2 separate regions of the Mus musculus genome follow, and region 2 is linked to region 1. The links are chromatin contacts, called in public Hi-C maps. All regions are on one chromosome and are shown on one strand. Each heading gives the region's core, a stretch centred on a gene start, on an enhancer-like site or on the middle of the called end of the contact. The rest is flanking DNA. Distances are from core to core; before and after follow the strand shown. Region 1 overlaps Gm30444 (a long non-coding RNA gene). Region 2 has its middle 78 kb from the start of Gm30567.

Region 1 (6,054 bases), core at 1,446-3,945:
GGAGCTTGCAACTTAGCTGCGACGAAATGAGTCATCTGGGACTCTTCCTGCAGATACTACCCCATGACAGGACCTGGGAGAGCAAAAGCAAAGCCTTGGAATCCCTGTGAGTTATCCAGTGAGTGACCGGGTTGCATGGAGAGAGGGAGGAGGAGGAGGGGAAGGAGGAGGAGGGGGAGAAGGAGGAGGGGAGGGGGATGGGGAGGAGGAGGGGGGGAGAAGGGGGAGAAGAGGAGGAGGAGGGGGAGGAGGAGGGGGAGGGGGAGGGGGAGGAGGAGGAGGAGGAGGAGGAGGAGGAGGAGGAGGAGGAGGAGGAGGAAGAGGAGGAGGAGGAGAGGTTTGGCAGGGTTCTGGGGTTCTAGGGCCTGAGATAATGCAAAGTCTCTGCCCTTTGTATTACTGCTTCTCCTCAGTGATCTCACGAAATGCCGGACAGACGCAACCTAATAAAGAAAAGAAGACATACTTTGGCCCACAGTTTAAGGATTTGGGGATACCACCACCGTGGCTGCAGTAGCTTGAGATAGTTAGCCAAGCACTGCATCTGCAGCCGGGAAGCAGAGAGATGGACGCCTGTGCTCAGCCTGCTTTGCTTTGCCTGGTCCAGGACCGCAGCTGATCTCAAGCACCCCTACAGTTAGGGTGGGCTGGGTCTCCCCATCTCTGTTAACCAAATCTAGAAACTCTACCACAGACATGCCTAGATGCTTATTTCCCAGGTCACTCTACTCCTGTCAAGCTGACGAACTAATGACTGTATTTTTACACTGGGTGGCATCCAGACCAACATGCTGGGCATGTGGTTAGCAAAACTCTCCTAGAGCTCACTTCTCTCCTGTTTCCTTCCTAGACAGGCTTCCAAGTGTAACTGGCTTGACCCACGCTACCATCTCGTCAGCAAGAACGCACGCAGGACACTCGGATCCGTCTGCAGTAAAGCTTTAATGAATCTCAAGAGATAGATGATCAGCTTCAGGAGAGGAGACCCAGAGAGCAGAAAACCCTTCCCTTATATAGGCTGCGAAGTAAGTTTGGAGACGTGCACTAGCCGGATTGGCTGCCCACCATCAGCCAGATGACGCCATGGGAGAGGCAGGGCTCAGGTAATGGAAAGATACCCTGACGCCTGCGCACACTACTTGTTTTTCACCACGAGCAACAGATGTCAGCGCCATTTTGTAATGGCGACCGTGAGGGCGGCTCCTCACACTGGCTAGTTTTGTGTCAACTTGACACAGCTGGAGTTATCACAGAAAAAGGAGCTTCAGTTGAGGAAATGCCTCCACGAGATCCAGCTGTGGGGTATTTTCTCAATTAGTGATCAAGGGGGAAAGGCTCCTTGTGGGCGGGACCATCGCTGGGCTGGTAGTCTTGGTTCTATAAGAGAGCAGGCTGAGCAAGCCAGGGGAAGCAAGCCAGTAAATAACATCCCTCCATGGCCTCTGCATCAGCTCCTGCTTCTTGACCTGCTTGAGTTCCAGTCCTGACTTCCTTGGTGATGAACAGCAGTATGGAATTATAAGCTGAATAAACCCTTTCCTCCCCAACTCGCTTCTTGGTCATGATGTTTGTGCAGGAATAGAAACCCTGACTAAGACAATGGGTGAGGTGGGGCAGAGGAATGTGCAGTGTTTGTCACATGGGATGGAGTCAGAAAACAGGACTGGGCTAGCAAACCTTAAGGCCTTCCCTGTGTGACACACTAACTCCAGCAGGCTCCACCTCCTAAAGGCTTCATGACCCTCCAAAACAGCACAAGCAACACATGAACCTGTGGGAGACATCTTAGACTCAAACTTTATGACAGAAGGGTTGTTTGATAGCCCTCCACTTGGATAAGCCCCAATGTGTGTTGGGGTCCTTTTGTGACTTCATGGTCATCTCCCTAACCCCATACTTACTCTCTCAAAGTCACCTACTCCATCAATTCTGCCTGGCTACTTTTCAAATCCTAATTGTGTTCTGTATCTTGCCCAATGTTTGGCACTTCTAACAATTAGCATAAAGGTCTGACATATAGTAGGTGGTCATCTGCTCCTACATTAGCATAGACCTATAGTGTGCCAGGTGTTGTGAAGGGCACTGGGCACGCTGTGGTGTTAAGCATCTACCTTCGGGAGTGTTTAATATACTGTCTCCCTGGTGTGACAGGAGATGAGATACAGACACAGCTCCAGAGAGTCACTTCTCAGGTCTGTGAAATGCTGTTCCCTGGAAAACAGCTCCAGGAAAGTAGGCTCAGGCAGTGCGGAGCACCTGTGCAGACAACAAGGTCTAGTCCTCGGCTCATAGCAAACAACAATCACAGGACATATTGGGCCTTGTCGGGTGTGTGTGTGTGTGTCCAGAGTCTGTCTTCTGGAATGAGTAGGAGAGTGTGGAAGTCTAAGATGATCCTCAAGCGAAGACATGGAGCTACTAAGTCAGGGGCCTTCATAATTCTCCTTGAATGCTCACAACTTTGTGATGTAGGCTCTGGGGTTCATACACCCATTTTACAGACCCAGAGAGATCGACTTGTCTGCGGTGGCCAGTGAGCTGGCAGCAGGGTACATGTGATGCCTGGACGCCCATCTCTGTTTTTATTTTTTCCCCTTTCTCTGATCTTCCTGCCTCTGCTTCCTTTTCAGCATGCTGGGATGGCAGGCTGTGTGCCGTCCACCCAGTTATTGTGAGAACCCGGCCTAGTGCAAGCCCAGCACAGTCTACCAACTGCTCTGCCTCCCTAGTCCTGGACTTTTCAACTCGCAATGGGTGCTTTGGGTTGTAGGTTCAGAGCACAGACTGGAGGTGATATCACAGCTCTGAGTTGCCGGCCTTTTGACGCTAGCCAAGTCACTTTTCCAAGTCTTGATTTCCTTATATCCATAATTCTAAGCCTTCTTGTGAGGTAGCAGTGTGACGGCCCAAGTAGAAAAGATTCTAAGAGAACATGGTAAAGCTCTCAGAACACACAGCGGCTGCTGCCTCAGAAAAAAAAAAAATCCCAAAGTTCTTTTCTTTTTGTAGAAGCTGAAAGCCAAAGGGTGGATGATCTCACCTCCTTCCCCGGAAGGAAGATGCAGAACTTCCTGGGAACCGCACATCCCTCCTTCCTCCTCCGAGTCCAAATTTCAAGAAATGCAGCTAAAATTGGCCCTCAAACAGCTTTTGCAGAGCACGCCGCAGCTTTTTTTGGGCCTAGAGAGCCAGTTTCCATGATGAAAGTGGCACAGAAGGAGAGACCCAGCTAAAAACAGCCACCGCCCAGGCTGGTGTTAACAGGATGCAGCCTACCCTAAGATCTGGCAGTTCATACGCCCAGGCTTCCGCAGCTGATTTGCGCATCGCCACTAGGTGGTAGCATCGCGACATGAGGCGCGGGAGCACACTCCAGGACCCCAATGACCGAGAACCCTGTGAGTGAGAACATTAACCTGCCTTGGAATTCGCCACTTCATTGTCTTGCTTTTATTTTGGGGCATGCATTTGCATTACAGGAGCTCCACCGAAGAGTACTTCTTTTAGGGGATTGGGACCCAAAGAGGTCTTGGGCATCCTGGCTGCAAACACCAGACACCCTGAATCACCTAACCCAGCAGGTTTCACCATGCCAACCTGGCTTCTTTTTGAACATTCCAAGCAGAGGCGTCAGAGTCTAGAGGGAGAAGGTACGCATTTGGAGTAAAAGCCAGCTGTCTCCTTTTCTGGGTGCAGGCAGTGTGGCTGCGGTGTCTCAAGGCCACTGAGGCATTATAACCTAGACCCTGAGCAGGATATGAAGGGACTGTTTTCAGAACAAAGAGGACTCACTGCTGTTTCTACAAGTATGTGTGAGGCACATGCATTTGTTAAATGCACTTGCCTGGGCCTGCAGAGTATGGGAGGCCAGAGATGACATTGGGTTGTTATCCTCAATTGCTTCTCCTTTTTATTATTTTGAGACAGGGTCTCCCATTGAATCTAGAGCTCATCTGTGGCTACACTGGTTAGCCAGGGAGCCCTGTAGTGCTGGGGCGATTTACTTTCTTCTCCGGGAGGCTGGGGCTCCTAACTCAGCTGAGAACTTACTTAACCAAGCTTGAGGGCTCACACAGCCGGTGTTTCATCCACTGAGGCATCTCCCCAGCCTCTATTGTCTATTGTCTATTACAGTTCAGTTTCTCTCTGGTCCAGTGTATAGTAGATGCTCAACAAACACACATCACGTTTTCTCATCTAAAATGCTTGGGACTAGAAGTGCTTTGGACTAGGATGTTGGAATACATGCACAGATACAGTGGGGTGTCTTGGGAAAGGGCCCTGAGTCTGAACCCTGCATTCAGGTATGTTCTGTATGTATCTTTTATGCATAGCCAGAGGTCAGTTTTATAAACTTTTCCATGCACCTGTGTTTTGACTGCAGCTGTCATGCAAGGTCACATGTGGAATTTCCCACTCGTGGTCTAATTTGCTCAGTTTTGGATTTTGGATTTTTGGATTATGGATATTTATTATCTTAGTTTGGGGACCACAGAGGAAGGTGGACAGGGTGGGCCAACACTGTGGACACCAGGAGTTTTCCTTTAAGAAATGTAAATTCTAGTCCCTGTCTGGCCACCACCCGAGGCAGAACCTCCTGGATAGGCTCTCGAGAGATCTCAAAGCACACACTTGAGTTGCTCCACAGCGAAGCTTCTTCTGGCCCCAGTGATCAGGAATTTACCTCAAGTTCTGCGAAATGGCTTTATTCCTCAGGCTAGTCCTCCATTACAACCATCTCTCTCATTTTCCTCAAGCGTCTCCAGCTTTCTCTGCCTGAGCACAGGTGTGTCTGGCTGATGCACTGCACTGTATACAGGTGTGTCAGCCAGATACACTGCAGTGTGCACAGGTGTGTCAGCCAGGTGCACTATAGTGTACACAGGTGTATCAGGCTGATGCACTGCACTGTGCATGGGTGTGTTGGGCTGATGCACTGCACTGTGCACAGGTGTGTTGGGCTGATGCACTGCACTGTTCATGGGTGTGTTGGGCTGATGCACTGCACTGTGCACAGGTGTCTCAGGCTGATGCACTGCACTGTGGACAGGTGTGTTGGGCTGATGCACTGCACTGTGCACAGGTGTCTCAGGCTGATGCACTGCACTGTGGACGGGTGTGTTGGGCTGATGCACTGCACTGTGGACAGGTGTGTTGGGCAGATATACTTTTCTTCACTCTATTGGGCATTCTGTCTCCATGAGCTCTCAGCCTGCCGATTTGCTAGCTATCATAAGTGTCCTCTCTGTCATCCTAGTTACTGGGAAGTAGATAGCTTTTCTTATTGTCTTGTCTTCTTCACCTTTGGCCACCTAAAGTGTCTTTCACACCCCAGCTTTCTTTCTATTTCTTTGCTGTTGCCTAGCCTCTCATCGCCCAGCTTTTGGGGCTGTTACCTTACCTCCTAACCAAGTCACTGCCCCCTTATTTTGTATAATCAACATAGGGTGATACAAAATTAGGGGAAAGAGCTTCCAAGTGACTCAGGTCAAATTTGGTTAGAGGCAGTTGCTGCTATTCACAGTGTGGTCCATGGACTATAAGCTTCAGGATGTAGTCAGAGACGCCAGGCTTCATCCCAGGCCCGCAGAGTTGGCACCTGCACTTACCCTGCCTTCCCAGTGACTCCTCTGCATGGGAGAGCATTTGAATAGCATTTGAATTCAGTCCGAGGATCTGATGGGCAAGCAGGTCTGCTGGACCAAGGGAGGGTTGCTGAGGGATGCAAGTGCCTCGTGGACTTTAGCATAAGTGGCTGTATTGGAACTCTATATCCCTGACCTGAATCAGGATGCTTTCAAGTCTTAGCTTAAGACACGGTTGTCAAAGAGATGTTGTAGCCAGGCTCATTTCGTCATCTGTTGCTCTCCCTGGACAACTGAGGCCCCTTAAATGCTCATTCCTGGATCTTACTTTAGATTGCTTGAGTCTGTGAGGGGTGGCAAGTGGAGACAATCTCCCCAGAGGATTTGAAAGTGCAGCTAGGATTAAATCTTGACAGAGAATCAACAGCCTGCAGCTATGAAGCTGCTCTGTGACCACCACCTCTCTTTT
Region 2 (6,054 bases), core at 1,492-3,991, 120 kb after region 1:
AGCAGAAGGAATAGGCAGTCAGCCTGAGAACTCTTGTACACACCGAAGGGTTTTTTGATCTAAGGTATATTATAACAGGGTGGTTGTGCATAGCCAATTGTACAGTTACAGTTCACCTGATAGCAAAGGTCTGACTGTTTTCATATAAAGGAGATATAGAGATGAACGTCCACACTTAAGAAGGGAGCCTGAGGAGATGATGCAGTCTCTAGATAGTTGTGTAGTGTTACAAAAATAATGTTTGCTTGGCAAGAGGGAAAAGTGGTTCTTAGAGTTCATGTGAAGGACTGAAAGGCTTGAAGACTTCGCTACTCACTGTACCAGTGCTGACAAAGGAATTGTGGTCTTACTATTTGTGACCCCCCTCCCCCATGTAGAGTTGATTTTTTTCTTTATTTCTTCAGGGAAAACCCATCTGTAGCCTTATAAAAATATCAATGACCAAGCTGGATTTGCTGCTTAGATCATTTTCAGAAGATGCCTCTCCTTTCTAAGGGAGGAGAATAAAAGCCAGTTTCTCTAAAGTCAAAATTATTGAAATTGTCTAGAGTGGCATTGCTTCTTCTACAAGCTGTTCTGGAGGCAGAGTGTGGGTAACAGGGCAGACTTCAAGGAGACACCCCACCGAGATCAGCAGAGAAACATCTGTCTCTACTTGGAGATCAACTGCTAAAAATACTTCCATATGCTGAGGCCAGTCACCCATGTTGGGGACCTTTCCTCAATAACACCCATGTGACAACTGAAGTCCTACAGTGGCCCAGGAAAAAAAGAAACAAAGGAAATCAGACCACCATCTAGGATCCCCAAATGGATGTGAGGCAGAATTTGGTCTTAGGCACATTGTCTTTCATCTGTTGTAGCCCTTGCTCTTCCCTAGGGTTGGGATGCGGTACTGGTGTATGTTCTGTGAGATAAACAGCGCCACACAGTTTTTATGAATAGCAACATTTTCAGCTGAAATCCCAGTGGCCAGTGAGCTTTTTCCTACCGGACTACCATGCTTAGCATCATGAGCAAAGGATCTCTCTCTTTTTTCCTTTCTTTCTTTCTTTCTTTCTTTCTTTCTTTCTTTCTTTCTTTCTTTCTTTCTTTCTTTCTTTCTTTCTTTCTCTCTCTCTCTCTCTCTCTCTCTCTCTCTCTCTCTCTTTCTTTCTTTCTTTTTTTTTTTTCGAGACAGGGTTTCTCTGTATAGCTCTGGCTGTCCTGGAACTCACTTTGTAGACCTGGCTGGCCTCGAACTCAGAAATCCGCCCGCCTCTGCCTCCCAAGTGCTGTGATTAAAGGCATGTGCCACCATCGCCGGCGGCAAAGGATCTCTTAAGTCCAACTCCACCCAAAGCAGCAGGTGCTTGTGGCACCTCCGTGTCATGGTGTTTGTGGTATTCACATAAACCTAGACGCTTGGGAAAGGGACTCTCAATCCAGGAGTTTCCTTTTATCAGATTGGTGTGTGGGCACATCTGTGGGCATGTCATTTTCTCAATTGCTGATGGCTTTGGAGGGACTAGCCCACTGTGGGCAGTGCCATCCCTGGGCATATGGGCTTGGGCTGTATAAGAACGAGAGCTGAACAAGCCAGGAGAAGCAGTCCAATGAGTTGTGTTCCTCCATGGCCTCTGCTTCAGGTCCTGTCTCCATGTCCCTGTCTCAGCTTTTGTCCCTGGTTTCACTTGAGGACAAACTGCAACTTGTAAGCCAAGTAACCAAGTAACCTTTCGTCCCTGCAGCTTGGCTTTGGCCAGTGCTTTGTCATAGAGACAGAAAGCAAACTAGATCTGAAGTTGGTACCAAGAGATGCAGGACCATGGAACAACAGCCAAGGTCACTGGCAGGAGTGGAGTGGAACTGGCCTTAGCCTACAGGACACGTGACTTTGTATGGACACAGATTTTCATTTCTCTTGAGTGAATAGCTAGATGGGCAATGACTGCATCATAAGTGCATGTGATTGTCAAAGTTGTAGCTGCTACGGTAGGAAGGTAATAGTATATCTTGGTTCTCCCTAATGGCCAATGACATGGAACACCTATGTCTGTGTCATGTTATTATATGTATGAACACACACACACACACACACACACACATATTACTTTAAAAAACATTTTCTCCCTTCCCTGTCCTTCTTCAATTCCTCCCATATTCTGTTCTTTGCAGTCTTTGAAATTCAGGGCCTCTTTTCTTCATTAACTGTTATTATATGCACATATGTATATACATATATTTCTAAATATAACCTGCTTATTCTGTATAACAGATGTGCTTTTGTTGTTGTTGTTGTTGTTGTTGTTGTTTTTCTTCAAGACAGGGTTTCTCTGTGTAGCTTTGGCTGTCCTGGAACTCACTCTGCAGACCAGGCTGGCCTCGAACTCAGAAATCCACTTGCCTCTGCCTCCCAAGTGCTGTGATTAAAGGCATGCACCACCACCACCCAGCAACAGATATGCTTTTAATTTAATTTTTAATTTAAGTGTTTGCTAAACTGTTTTGCTCATTTAAGAAGCATTTTAAATAAACATTATTATTACTGTATGTATATATATGATGTGTGTGACAGGTGTGTACATACTCGTGTGTGTGTGTGTGTGTGTGTGTGTGTGTGTGTGTGTAGGTCAGAGGACCACACTGTGGAGTCATCCCTTAAACGGATCCCAGGGAATGAAATCCAGATCACCAAGTTCATCCAGTGCTGCCTTTTTCTGCTGAGTCATCTCACCAGCCTAACTTCTCTTTTTCTGCTGAGTCATTTCACCAGCCTAACTTCCCTTTGAGTCTTCAGGGTTCCTTAAATGATCTGGACACAAGTCCTTGGTCGGCATCTGTCTCACAAAATTTTGCTTCAGGTGGTTCTTTTTATTTCTGTAAGGATGTCCTTTGAAGGTATAACATTTTAAACTTGGGCAAGAGCTATGTTTTTTTTTTGTTTTGTTTTGTTTTGTTTGTTTGTTTTTTTCCTGGATCTTGTTTTTGGTATCATGTCTGAGAAACCCAAGGTTGCAAAGGTTTCATTCTGTTTGTTTTTGTTCTCTTGAGAAATTTCACAGTTTAACATTTTATGCCTAAGCGTGTGATCCATTTTGATTATTTTTATAGGCATGTGAGACATGAATCAATTAAAAGTAACTTTATTGTTTTAAATTATGTATGTGTGTGTGTGTGTGTGAATGTCTATATGTAGGTATGTGCACATGAGTGCAGGTGCCTACAGAGGTTGTGGGAATCTGTAATCTTAGAGAATATAAGATGACCTGAAAGACCATCCCCCCAGAAGGTTGTGTTGAGCACTCCCTTCCTGTGATGTCCCAGCCAAACAAGCTTTACAAGAAAGCAAGGCAGGTGCAGCTAATGACCAAGAATGTTTAGTTCCCTCTTCTGGTGACTAAGACCTCACCACACCCAGGGCCATCAATGCTGGTTAAGGAAGGTCATGAAAGACACTTGTCTCTCTGGAAGGGAGAGGCTAATTACCATTTCTAAAGGGGGGAAAGAAAAAGTCAGCTGGGGCCAACAATGGGCTTAAACCAACTCTTGTTGTTATCAAGGCCTTCCCTTAAACTGTATAAAAAGTGTGGGCCTAGGAGATTCAGGGTCACCTCTGCCCCTATTGCAGGATGGCCCCCGGCACACCTGATCAATAAACCTCATTTTTATTGCATCGATCTCCGTCTCTGTGTTTCTGTGAGTGGGACATCCTGGACTAAGGCTCATTGGGTCTTACAAGGTCAGAAGAGTTGGATGCCTTGAAACTGGAGTTACAGGTGATTGTAAGTTGCTTGATGTGAGTGCTGGGAATTACACTCAGGTCTTTTGAAAACCTTTGAAATGGTAGTTGGTGCTCTAACCACTGCCAATTTTCCTCTAAGTGCTAGATAGACAGGTTGATTGATGACTGTGTTTGAGTCTGCTGTAAGCCTGTTCATATTCTGAGCTCTGGTTATATTAATTTATGGAGAGAAGTTCCGACTATGATTATGGACTTGTCTATTTTTTGTGACATTCTCTCTGGTTTGGCTTTATAAAATTCTGAAACAAAAAATTGTTCTATGTGCTGAACGTTTCATACTGTTATGTCCTCTTGATGGACTGAGCCCATATCTTCATGAGATGAATTCACACTCTCTGCAATCCACACTGTATCACTAGCAGTTACCCCGGTTCTCTCCTGGCTGGTGTAAGCATACTGCATCCTTTTATCTGTGCTCTCACAGGATGGATTTTTTTACCCTAGATCTTTTTGGTCAGGGTTAGCATGGTATATCTTCCTCACCCTATCATTTTTTTGAACTAGAGATAGCATTACATTCCCCCTAACTTTTACTTTAATGTACAGTCAGGGATGTAGTTTAAGCACCATGTGTTTCAAATTTTTTCTGAATGTTGGACATCTCTGCTCCTGTGTGTTCTCCAGCTAGCATTCCCTCTAATCTTATTACATGGCTCTTTTCCCTCAGTGCCCCAATTAGTACTTGGTGGAACTCTTAGGGGTTCCCTCTGCATCTCTAAATGTATGGTATTGTTCTCCCCTGACTTAAAGGTACCCCATATTTAGTTTTTAATAAGATAAATGTCATGCATCTGTGTATGAATTTAAAAAATCTACATCTAATAATGATAATTATTAGATTATCATAATATGATAATTGTTAATATTATCACCATTATTGTCATTATCATCATCATCATTTTAAAAGCGTCTTAGTATTTTAGAAGAGTTTTCATTGTGTAGTTCAGGTTGGCCTTGAACTAACGACCTTCTTGTTTTAGCCTTCTGAGTGCTGGGATTTTAGATGAGCACCACCATGCCCAGGTCTCTGGATGTAATTTTCAGTATACTTTCCCTACCTAGTGTTTGCTGACCATTTTGGATCTGTAGACTGATATTTCTCTGTTAATTTTGATGAATTCTGACATCACTCTTTCCGGCATTGTACGGAGCCATTTTCTCACTTTGTCATGGCTTAGATCTTCAAAGCAACAGTGTGTTGAAGTTTGGCTCCTAATTTGGTGCTCTCCTGAAAGAGAGTTGAGCCCTTAGGGACCAGTGCCTAGTGGAGGGAAGTTATGCCACTTGCTTGAAGGAGACTTGGGGTCTAAGCCCCTTTCTGTCTCCCTTTCCCTCAGGGCCACATAAAGTTGCCCACTTCTTTCACTATGCACTTCTCCCATGTTCTGCCTCACCTAAAACAACAGGATGAGCAACCTAGACTGAAACATCTGAAATAATGGGCCAAAGTGAATGGTTTCATGTCATAACTTGATTGTGTTAAGTACTTCATCAACAGAGCTCCGACAACACACCTTTTCCTTCCAAGATGCCAGTGAAAATATACGGTATCGTCTGACATTGTCTGACCTGTCCCTAACAGTGTATAAAAAGACTCCCATTCTTTATTTGCTTTGTTTGGATAATTTTATTTTGTTCGAGACTGTTTCTCTAGCCTGAGCTAGCCTCTTCTAGTCCATGCCCTTCCTGTTCCACACTCTCAAGTGCTCAGATCCCACAGGTATGTCATCAGCTGGCTTTGATTTGAGGGGCCCCCTCTGCCTGCTGTTTCTCTGCAGTTATGGAGAACTCATCTTTGGCTTTCTTGGCCGATCGATCTGTCAATCAATATCTAAAATGCATCCATTCTTCCTCATGCATATGCCTCACTTGTTACTAATTGTAAAGTTTGATTCTATAATCCACTTACTGAAGGGCTGGGGAGCCCTTCAGCTTTGATATATTCTGCTGTTCTAAATGCTATCAGATACAAAAATCTATTGCTATTATAATATGATAATAATCGTATAATACATTACTATTAATTATTGTTGTTGCTCTCCATGCCTTTGCGTAATCACTTGGCTCTGCCTGGCCATCCTGTTCCACCTGACTCACCTCCAGCCCTGCAGCCTCCCTAGCAAGGTCGCAGAGAATTTGAAGAGCAGCCTTCAGCTCCATCCTGCTGACCTTCCTAAGGGGTCACACTGGCTTGCTGTGAAGCTGCTCCTGCGGCCAGGCTGTAGCCTTGGATGGAGTCCCGATTAGAGATTATTTATTTCTTTCCTGAT

Evidence for each region. Hi-C and Micro-C count contacts between places; a contact is called where the count stands out from the background.
Region 2: a Hi-C map of extraembryonic ectoderm shows a contact between it and region 1, with 3 times the contacts expected there. The contact joins two enhancer-like sites. A contact is called at or near these places in 1 of 39 promoter capture datasets (embryonic stem cells), 2 of 15 datasets of contacts at CTCF or cohesin (both in embryonic stem cells), 26 of 484 Hi-C or Micro-C datasets (embryonic stem cells, extraembryonic ectoderm, induced pluripotent stem cells and 1 more), 12 of 115 datasets of contacts at active chromatin or transcription factors (all in embryonic stem cells) and 1 of 9 other capture datasets (embryonic stem cells).

Annotation. Positions count from the first base shown.
Region 1 is chr16:9,006,291-9,012,344 of GRCm38.p6, forward strand. Gm30444 (a long non-coding RNA gene) reads left to right here. Exons shown (of 3, transcript XR_001781882.1): 2 at 54-118; 3 at 414-949. Among named protein-coding and RNA genes, the nearest start is that of Gm30444, 12 kb to the left of the region's middle. Within about 2 kb of position 2,696, at least 24 of the 459 cell types and tissues checked have an H3K27ac peak or open chromatin away from gene starts, as enhancers often do. A contact at or near this core is called in extraembryonic ectoderm and induced pluripotent stem cells, where this site is marked.
Region 2 is chr16:9,129,595-9,135,648 of GRCm38.p6, forward strand. No RefSeq gene overlaps it. Among named protein-coding and RNA genes, the nearest start is that of Gm30567, 78 kb to the left of the region's middle. Within about 2 kb of position 2,742, at least 26 of the 459 cell types and tissues checked have an H3K27ac peak or open chromatin away from gene starts, as enhancers often do. A contact at or near this core is called in extraembryonic ectoderm and induced pluripotent stem cells, where this site is marked.